Regions from separate parts of the Gossypium hirsutum genome. Here region 2 is linked to region 1. A link is a contact called in public Hi-C data. All regions are on one chromosome and are shown on one strand. Each heading gives the region's core, a stretch centred on a gene start, on an enhancer-like site or on the middle of the called end of the contact. The rest is flanking DNA. Distances are from core to core; before and after follow the strand shown. Region 1 holds the start of LOC107892738. Region 2 holds the start of LOC107892206 (glycosyltransferase family 92 protein RCOM_0530710).

Region 1 (5,236 bases), core at 47-2,546:
GGAAATGTTTTGGTGGTACTTAGTTTCTGCTGCCTTGCTGAAGAATGTACGAGGGTGTGAAATAATGGAAGTGGATGGTGCTTGTCGAGCAATGGAAAAGAAGATGATAACTGCAAGAATGAAAAAGGTGAGACCTTTAAAAGTTTGGGAGAAAAACAGAGAGCAAAATAGTAGCGAAATAAAATGAGCAAAACAGCAAAACAGCTCCGTAATCCGATCGGGGGCTTCTCCCATTTTTGGGGCCTTGGTGACATGGGAAAAATTTCCTTGCTTGTCAGGTTGTGTATCCGAAAGTCATCGCCAAGCACATTTGCCCATTTCCAAATAGCCCTAGAATCCTCATTTTTACCCCGGAAGATAACATTGTTACGACTATTCCACAAATTCCAAAGAATCGTAATCAAATCTTCGAATATATTTTTGTCCAATAAATGCATAGTCTCCTCCAACCAATCAATGCATTTTTCATGAATCTTTTGAGAAGACTACCATTAAGCCCTCTGAGAGCAAGGATCGCGTAGGCCTTCGTGCACTCCTTAAGAGCGTGAAAGGCTGTCTCATCTCCATCATCACTGCACTTCAAGCATCCCTTACCAAAGCTTTGCTTAATTGAAGAGATTTGAACATTCTTCAAGAGAAAATCATGGCTCAATCTCCACACGAAGAGAATTTTAGGAAGTATCTGAAGCTTCCAAATGATCTTCCAAAAGAGTCGATGTGGACCAAAGCCAACCTTCTTGAAGATAAGCCACGAATAGGCCGATTTCATTGTGTAACTTCCATTTTTATTATGGAACCAAATAACTCTATCTATCGGCCTATTGGGGATGATGGGAAGCTCACAAATCTACTCCCCCACCATTTCACCAAAAAGCTCGCAGACCCAAATACCATCCCAAACAAGGTGATTAGGTTTCCATAAGTCTTACACCACCCTTTCCTGAATGTCAACACTAGGATCACTTAAAGTATTACCATCAAGACCTTCAAAACCCCACATTTTCAACCAAACTGTCACTCTTCTGCCGTTCCTAATTTCCCAATCGAATCCTGCTTTGAGGGCTTTAGCTGCAGTTGAGATACTCGTCCAAGCGAAGGAAGGCTTATCGACCGTTTTAGGATGAAACACATCTCCATCCTAAAAATATTTAGAGTAGAGGACATGGAAGCACAAGGTATCTTTGTGGTTAATAAGGCACCAAACTTGTCTCTCTAGAAGCATAATACTGAAAAGCCTAAGGTCTCTAAATCTGAGGTCGCCCACTCCCTTTGGCTTGCACAATGTGTCCCAAGCCATCATCACCCATTTGCGTCCTTTGGCTTTGCTAGCCCACTAATAACTTCGCATCCTCGAAAGCATCTCATCAGTCATACCTCTAGGAGAAAGAAAAACTGAAAGAGCATAAGTAGACAAGGATTGTAATATATCTATAATAAAAATATCCTTACCACCATAGGATAAAAACCTTTTTGACCAACCATTTATCCTATTAGAGAACCGATCGAGAATGTGTTGAAAAGCCCCTGTCTTTTTTTTCCAATGATAAGCAGAAGACCAAGATAATTTCCCATCGTCTCAACCAACCATATCCCCAACGCATCACTAAGGTGCCGCCTTTGATTTCTTGGGGTGTTGAGGCTAAAACACACCATAGACTTAGAAGGATTAAAGTTCTGAGAATTTCCAAGTCCATCAAAAAGGAAAAGTGAAGTAGATATCCTAGAGGATTCAATTATCATTATGAAAGTGAGAAATTGGAGTTTGAAGTGAAGAAATTTGAGAAGATAGAGAAGAGATTAAAGAGAAAATGTAAGATATCAAATATTTTCTTCTGAAATTTATGTTTAGTTAAAGTAGAGATATGAAAAAGTGATTTCTAGTAAAGAAATTGCTTATGTTCTAACATGTCAATGAAGTGAGAAAGAAAAGAAGTGATGAAAATATTATAGATAAATGAGAGCAAGTGACAAAAGTGTGAAAGGATTAGAAAAGAAGTAAGGAAATGAAATCTAGCAAAAGAAAGGTAAGCACTCATATTAACTCTATTTATTTTTCAAAGAATTATATTGAAAAATGTTGCAAATTAAGTGTAGAGAATGAAAAATAAATTAAAAACACTAAATAGTGTGAAATTGATGGAGAGGAATAATATTTAGAAATATTTTAAGTTTAAAATGAGTAAATTGACATATATGTGACATGATAAGTGAAAGTGGAAATAATTATGATATGTATAAGACATGTTAGAAAGTGAGACTAAATTGAATAATATTTGAAATTTTAGAGAAAGATGTAAATAAGTATTCTTGAGTTGGAAATTATGAAGTGAGAAGTGATTTAACTAGTAATGAAATAAATTTAGTAAAGTGGGTATAGTAAGTGATATTGAATCGTGATTAAAAGATATAGATTAAATAAGTGATAAAGTATTGTAAAGTGATATTAAGTGACCATAAGTGTAAATTTCATGAATAAATATTAAAGTGTATAAGATTTGAAAATTGATATTCAAATTAATAAAATAATGAAAGAGCTAAGTAATATGTGTCAAGTGCATTAATTAAAAAAAGATGAAATTAGTGAAATGAGGTATAGTAGGTGACTTTAAAGTATGAAGAAGTGTAAACATAGGTGGTAATATGTGAATGTCATAAGTAATCATACTTATATGAGAAGTGAAAATTTAGTGACTAAGTGATTGAAAATAAATATGAAAGTGATAACTGTTAAGTGAAGCTAAAAGAAGGTTATGAAATAATTTTTAGTGGACCTAAATGAAGTTTTATATGGTAGTAAGTTAAATTGAAAGTGATATTGAAGTGAATTTATAAGGGTTATTGAATTATATGTTAGCAAGGACTAATTTGGAAAGATTGTAAGGTTTAGTATAGTGAAATTGATGCAATGAAGACAAAATTTCAAAGAGTGTAAAAATTAAAAGTATGAAACTAAAATGCTTGAATTTAATTCTGTAACACCCCGAACCCGAAACCGACACCGGAGTCGAACACGAGGTGTTAACTGACTTTAACCCCTTACAAAATTTATTTTCCAGACACTGCCCAATCTGTGTACTAGTCGTTTTAAAAATCATATCTTGAGTTTCGTAACTCGAAAATCAGTTTCGTAATTTTTCCCAGAAACTAGACTCATGTGCCCATCTATGTATTTTTTTCTAGAATTTTTGGTTGGCCCAATTAGTACAGTTTATTAGTCAAAGTCTCCCAAGTTGCAGGGGTCGACTACACTGACCTTTGCCCATTACGACTTGGATATCTCCCTGCACGGGGCTTCAATACTGATGCCGTTTGTTTCTATGAAAACTAGACTCAGAGAGGAATCTGTACATATATGGTACGACCCCTAATTATCTCTGGTTAATTTGTAATGAATTTTCAAAGTCGGAGCAGGGAATCCAGATACGGTTCTGGCCCTGTCCCACAATAATCTGATTATCTCTTAATATACTGCCCATATGATCTTTTCGTTACTTCCTCATGAAAGCAGACTCATCGAGCTTCGATTACATAATTTATTCATCAATTAATTCCAATCCTACTATTTTTAGTGATTTTTCAATCTCATGACACTGCTGCTGCCAGCATCTGTTACGAAAGTAACTAGGTCCATCTCATGCCTACCCTTGATCCAACTCAATCGAACATTCGTGCCATTTTCGCATGGCTTAAAGTTTACATGCCAAAATTCAAACACAACGTAATAGCTTATACATGCCAAAATGTTCTTCTAAGCCAACTAAGAAGAAAGTACCAAAACTTGCTATCCGGTGTGATGACTTCGATGACGGCCTGACCCCGCAAAAATAGATGAGTCCAAGCAACCTATAATGGGTGACAAGGAAACACCGAGTGAGTTTATAACTCAGTAAGTCATAAGCAATGCACTACCATCCATCAATAACATTATCACAAGAGGAAACAAAATGGAACGAGACAATTTACTCCATCCATACCGAACCATACCATAGTTCCTCCAACCTATCGATTCAATTTCATATCAATTCATGCATTCACAATCCATATACTCATCAATAGGACATTGAAGCATTTTCATAAATCAATTTATTCTCGTTACAATCAAACAACTAAACGGCCTTTCACCCATCCTACGATAAATTTTATGTACGTGACTTCAAGTATAGTTGTCACATAGGTTCAACTTACCGAGCTCAACACCAAGTATAAGCATAGCACCTATTAGCCATGTACTCAAGACACTTACCCGATCCGCTGTCCGCGATCGACTCAATGGTGTCGCACACATAGTGTCCATAATGATTCACGAATGTATATTGAGCCCGCACACTCAGTGCTATATAATCAACTCGCACACTTAGTGCTACGTAATCAAATCGCACACTTAGTGCTACATAGTCAAACTCGCACACTTAGTGCCGCATGGTCAATTCGCACACTTAGTGCATCATATTCATTTCGCACACTTAGTGCTGTACAATTTAATCCCGCGCACTTAGCGCCAATCTCATGGTCATAAATGGTTATCCCGCACGTTTAGTGCCGAGATCAACAACTCAGTACATCTTACCTCTTTTCTTTCATTCAACAATTTCATCATCACATACGTACATGCATATATATATATGTATATTTATTCATTCCATTCAGCATCAATACATAAACATTATGACCATTTGAAATAATACCAACTACATGCTTAATGACTTACCTCGTGTTGGGTAAGACGGTTCCAACTCGACTACTCGATGACCTTTTCTTTGCCTTTGCTCGATTCACCTCCTTTAACTCCTTGAGCTAAATCAAACAAATTTAACTCATTAAAGTCTCATTTTGCTAGCTTATGGCCGAATATGACAAGGAGTTTGATGGGTCATATGGCCACCTTTTAGCTCAAGTACACAATGGTCATATGCAATTTTAATCACATCAAATGATTCAATACAATTCACTCGAACATCAAAAGAGAACCTCAAGGTACTTAGTCCATATACACATTAGACATTAGAGTCACATATGTACGAATTCACGAATCGAGTTCGACATATTAGCTAATTTTCCCTTTAGCCGAACCTTCTAAGTCAAGATAAAGCCATCAACATGCTTACCTTTGGCCGAACATACACATCAACTTAGGTGCTCATTTATGTGGCTGAACACACACATGTCTATGTTAAGGCCGATTGCAACACTCAATACATCCTACAAGTATGGACACTTGCATTGACTAAACACCATT
Region 2 (5,555 bases), core at 1,355-3,854, 280 kb after region 1:
AGATCGGACAATGTACTAAAACCCATGACTACAAAACCATCGATGGGGAGCCTTAATTGCAATGTAACATCTTCCAAGGTGATGATGCATTCCCTACACGGCAAATGAAAAGTGTAGGTCTCTAGGCGCCACCGCTCGACCAACGCGGAAATCAAGTCTTACTTCAAATCAAACATGCGGACCAATGCTGCTGATTCAAATCCAGATGCCTCCAAGTATGGCATAATACGTTCATCCGACAAATAGCCCACACCGTTGACACGATGTATGGACCACCATTAGGACTTGAATGCATAAATTAAAAAAAAGGCACATCTTATTTGGGCTTAGGTCCCCGTGACCAAATGGTCACTCAACTGGTGATGCTGCCTACAGTCAGCCCTCCACCAGCACTGGTGTCACCGATGGTTAGCCCTCCACCCCCGTGCACAAAAGTCCCGATGGCATTCAAGTCCCCATTAATTACCAACACCCAACACATTATTTTATTATTACTTTTTTAAATTAAATTTATCATTTTATTAAACCATATTTCTATTTTTTTTAATATTGGTATCGCCCATCTCTCTCCTTCCATCCTTAAAAAATATATATTTTTTAAAAAAACACATCATTTTGTAATGACGTGTCAATCATTGTGTCAGAAAAAAATAGGTACCACCCATCTCTCTCCCTCCACCCCTTTATACTGTTGCAAATATACCATTTTGGCAAATAATAGTATTGACATACCATTTAAGTATTTAATTTTTTTTAGTATTTTATATGTAAAAAATCCCATTTTTTAGCTTAATTTTTTAAATTTTGAATTTGTTTATTTTAATTAATTAAATTTTATAAAAATATATTTTAAAACTACTTCAATGAATTTTTGTACTAAATTTTCTCAATCTTTTATACATAATAAATTTAAAAAGTAAGAGTTCTATGTTGAAATTCTTTTACTATTAAAATTTAATATGTGACCAATTTAGTAGGCAGTATTTAAAATGAAATATGAAAAAAAAAATTGGATGTTAAAGTTTAATCATTTTGAAAAGTAGATTGAGTTGTAATTTAGTTGGTATTTTGAAACAATTTAGTTTTTTTTAATTGTTAAAGTTATAAATCATTTCGTTTTTAACTTTTTTATTTTTTTAATTTTTTAAAAAGTTTTAAAAAACGAATATCATTTTCGAGGAGAGCTGAAAGGTAGTTGAGTTTCCATTTCCCAAACTGTTAAAAAACAAAAATAATTCTTTTTATATTTTTTTTTCTTTTCATTGAATCTTTATGAGAAGGTTGTAGTTTAAATCTGTGCCAAAGTTTCAAGCAAAAAGAAAATAGAATTTTTATTTGAATATCGTCTCTTAACCAATTTTTTGAAAATTATGCTTTCGAAAATTGAACACCATTATAAGTACATTTAACATGCATTTCTCAATCTCAATCCTTTAAATCCTTAGACCACTCAAGAAATTGAAATAATAACATACGGGTAATTTGAGTATACTGAAACCCATTATCTTTTATTTAAAAATTTGAGAGGGGCTATAAATAATTTTAGACATAGTATCAAAAAATAAAAACTAAAAATTAAATTCAACGAAGTAAATAAATAAATATATATTTCTTTTGAAAAGGAAAGGAAAAATTCCATTCCTCCCTTTTCCTACTTTTTAAGAGGATTGATTTTCAACCTTAACTCATGGGTGATGTGGCAAGTTCTGAGATCATAGGTCTCACTTTGAGAATAGTGGTCCCTTCAATCATGGAGGCATTTGAGTTTGCATAATCAACACGAAAGGTAGCTAATTTGCTACATTATGCATATCTAAGCTTTCCGAATACGTCCACGTGGCTGTTTCTTAGCGGCTAGATGAAGTCTTTCCTCATTCAGTGTACCAGTTCATCGTTGACAGTTATTCCTTTCCAGTTTCCACCCATATGCCTTAAATTCAGTATCTTCGTTTCTCTACACATTTCTCAAACTTGTTTACCCAAATCAATAAATTATCCTTAAAATAATTAAAATAAATTTGTCTTCTTCTTCTTCAAATTAACTCAAAAGTGATATGAAATTATATAAAAATAATAATTAAGTGATAAGAGAACAAAAATTATTTATTTTAAAAAAATAGGTATTGACTATACTTATTTGAATTCATTTCATTTTATAATACGTTCTAAATTCATGGAGCTAAATCAAATATTTTCAGCAAGAAAATGTTTTATATATTAATATAATATATTTAAATTTTATTTAATAGAGTGATAAAATCAAAGCTAAAAAAATACTTATATTTAATTCCATTAAAAGTTACAACATTACCGTGAATAAGAAAAATCTCAATCCTTTAAAGGTTAATATTCTAAATGAAATAATTTACCTGTTTGGATTCTTCCTAAGTTACTGAAAACAACAATTAATCCCCAAAGCAACAAGGCCACGATTAAAAGTAGTAAATAAAAAACCCTTTTCATCATCAGGTAATGATGGCGTGGCATAATCTTATTGGAGAACAGCCAAAGAGGTGAAAAAACAAGATGAACCTCTAAACACAGAGGATCATCACCGAGGAAACGGAGGAAAAAGTAACGACCGAATATAAACCGACACGAACGGTCGAAACATCAAAGCATGATTTTGATAGCAGCACCTAAATTTTCTCTCTTTTTAATTTCTTTTATTTTCCCCTAAATTTTCTTTTCAGTTTTCGAGTACTCGAAAGAAAATCCAAACGAACAAAAATAATATTTGGATTTAAAAAACCTGCGATAATCGAGCCAAAACGACTCAGATGAATGAGAAAGTTTTTGGTTGTTCTCAATTGGTTTCCAAAGGGACGGAAATCAATGAGGTTCCGTAGTCGGAACTACATCAATTCCTGGGGCAAATTTTTCTGGTTCGCTGCTTTCATCGTCTCCACTTTCGTTCTTTTCAATGGCTTCTCCTACTCTAACTTTCGCTTTCTTTTTGGAGGTAATTTTGTCTATTTCTTTAGCTATTTCTTTTGGTTTTTTTATTCATCAGTAGCTTACTTTTTTTTATTATTTTTTGAATTATGTATTTTAAAAAAAAAACAGAAAGATTCGAGCCTGTGTTGAAGTTCGCACGCAAAACTCCAACCGCAAACGCCATCGTGTCTGGCGAACATCCGGTAACTCAGATACTCTCGGTTCGTGAAACCGTTTTGCTCCCCGATCAAGTTATACTTTTCCTAAAATACCCTCGGTCGGCTCGTTTATTTACCAAAGAGGAACTTGACTGCGTGTACCTCTCGGTTCATAACACCTCACCCGTGCCGCGGCTTAAGCAGTCGCCGGCTCGTGTTGATACGGAGCAGCTAGGTGAGCAGATCGTACGATGTCCTAGTGGCCCACGTGGACTGCTTATAACGGTTGGTTCAAAGTCAAATGGGGTCTTTCCAGCTGGTCCCACTCACTACTGGGACTCGCTTGCGTACGAAGCTTTGGTCGATAATGATAATACGACGGTCGTTTTTGTCAAGGGTCTTAATCTACGGCCAGAAAGAGTCTCCAACGCATCAAGATTTGAGTGCGTGTACGGCGAAGATTTTAGCAGGCTAAAACTTGTGTTGAGATCAGAGGTTTTATCAATAGCTCAAGAGATCGTACGGTGCAGAACGCCTTTAATTGTTTTGAATAGTCAAAAAAAAGTCAATAGCTCTGTTAAGGTTTCAGTTAGGATCAAGGGTGGAGGAACATTACCTTCCATAGCTCGATTGGGTTTCTTGTCGGATTCTGGTCGTGACCCGTTACCCACCCGAAAACCACACGAAACCTGCATTTGCACCATGGCACGTAACCAAGCGAGGTTTTTGAAGGAATGGGTCATCTACCATGCCCTAATCGGGGTACAACGTTGGTACATTTACGATAACAACAGTGACGACGACACTGATCAAGTCATCGAATCGTTATTCAACGCCGGTTACAACATCTCGAGGCACATTTGGCCATGGATCAAGACCCAAGAAGGAGGTTTCTCTCATTGCGCCTTGAGAGCCAAGGGTTCTTGTGAATGGATCGGGTTCATCGATGTAGACGAGTTTTTGCACTTGCCTACGGGCTTATTCTTACATGATGTGATCTCAAATTTAACCTCAACCATAACTAGTTTCGGACACATTTCAATTGGTGAACTTCGTGTCTCATGTTACAGTTTTGGACCGTCAGGGCTCAAACAGATACCGAAACAAGGCGTGATGGTCGGATACACGTGTCGGCTCGTGGTGCCGGAGAGGCACAAGAGTATAGTGAAGCCAGAAGCATTGAATTCCACATTAATCAATATTGTACATCATTTCCATTTGAGAGATGATTTTAGATTCATAGATGTTGATAGAAGAATGATGGTTGTAAACCACTACAAATACCAAGTATGGGAAGTGTTCAAACAGAAGTTCTATAGGAGAGTGGCTACGTACGTGGCTGATTGGAAAGATGAGCAAAACGTAAGGTCCAAGGACCGAGCCCCTGGATTAGGGACTAGAGCCGTCGAACCAGTTGATTGGTCGAGTCGGTTTTGTGAGGTCACCGACACAGGGCTAAAAGATAGGGTGTTGCGAAACTTTGCTAACCCAAAAAACTCTCTTTTGCCATGGCAGACTACAACTAATAAAAAAGCAGGAACTTGGTTTGTAGAAGAAGAAAATACAAATAAAGTGCAAGAGAAGGAATAGATTACTGTAATAGACTTCTTTTACCCTTCATATTATGATGATAATCTTTGTAGAAATTGGATTTGATTTTCTGTACATAACAAATTGTTATTTGGTAGAGTTTTGTAGCATTAATTTCATGTTATGATCTAGATTTTAAATTGGTGTTAGGAGTTTTTAAAAAAAGATTTTAGTTACATCCTATACGATTAATTAAATTATTATTTTTATCTAACTATCAATTTAGAACTTAAATGATTGTTTGGATTTGATATAGTAATATTTCAAACCGTACGTATCAAATTTCAGTTTAGGTCAATGTGTTAAACAAAATGGTTTAAGTTGGAGCTTGAACTTGGAAACTTTTTCATAATGGGTTCTGTATTTTTTTTTGTCCAAGTTAAGTTTTAAACTTGGCAACTGTTATTATATAGAGGCATGGATGAAATAATTATTCTTATTTTGGGGTTTGAAATTTTTTTTGTCAAGTTATTTATTGAACTTGGCAATTATTCTCTTATTAGGTCTTATTTTGACAATTGTTCCCACGTTGGTGGCTAAACTTGAGAGTTTTTAATACTTTAGAAAATAAAATTCAAGCCCCAAATGTGAACAAATTTCAAATTCAAGACCTAATTTAAATAAAAAATATTTATATCCCAATATAGAAAAAGTTTCGAAGTTATGTAATTTACCCCTCAAAAGAAGTATTCAAATCCTTGAAACCACTTATCCTGAAAGTTTGAAAAATTCCAATTTATACTTTTTTAAGGTTAGATGAAAATACATTTCCAAGCCCTTATGATTTGATAAAAAAAATATTTTTTGCTAAAAAGAAGGGAAATTTATTTCTTAAAAGACACTTAACCTCTATGGTTTTAACTTTAAAAA

What was found. Hi-C and Micro-C count contacts between places; a contact is called where the count stands out from the background.
Region 2: a Hi-C map of leaf shows a contact between it and region 1, with 3 times the contacts expected there. The contact joins the promoter of LOC107892206 here to the promoter of LOC107892738 in region 1. A contact is called at or near these places in 8 of 34 Hi-C or Micro-C datasets (leaf, petal and seedling).

What each region holds. Positions count from the first base shown.
Region 1 is chrD09:10,833,153-10,838,388 of Gossypium_hirsutum_v2.1, forward strand. It overlaps LOC107892738, which reads right to left and starts at 1,297. Exons shown (of 2, transcript XM_016817791.1): 1 at 1,205-1,297; 2 at 926-1,138. The coding sequence starts at 1,297. The coding sequence ends at 926.
Region 2 is chrD09:11,116,792-11,122,346 of Gossypium_hirsutum_v2.1, forward strand. It overlaps LOC107892206 (glycosyltransferase family 92 protein RCOM_0530710), which reads left to right and starts at 2,605. Exons shown (of 8, transcript XM_016817222.2): 1 at 2,605-2,962; 2 at 3,067-4,683. The coding sequence starts at 2,785.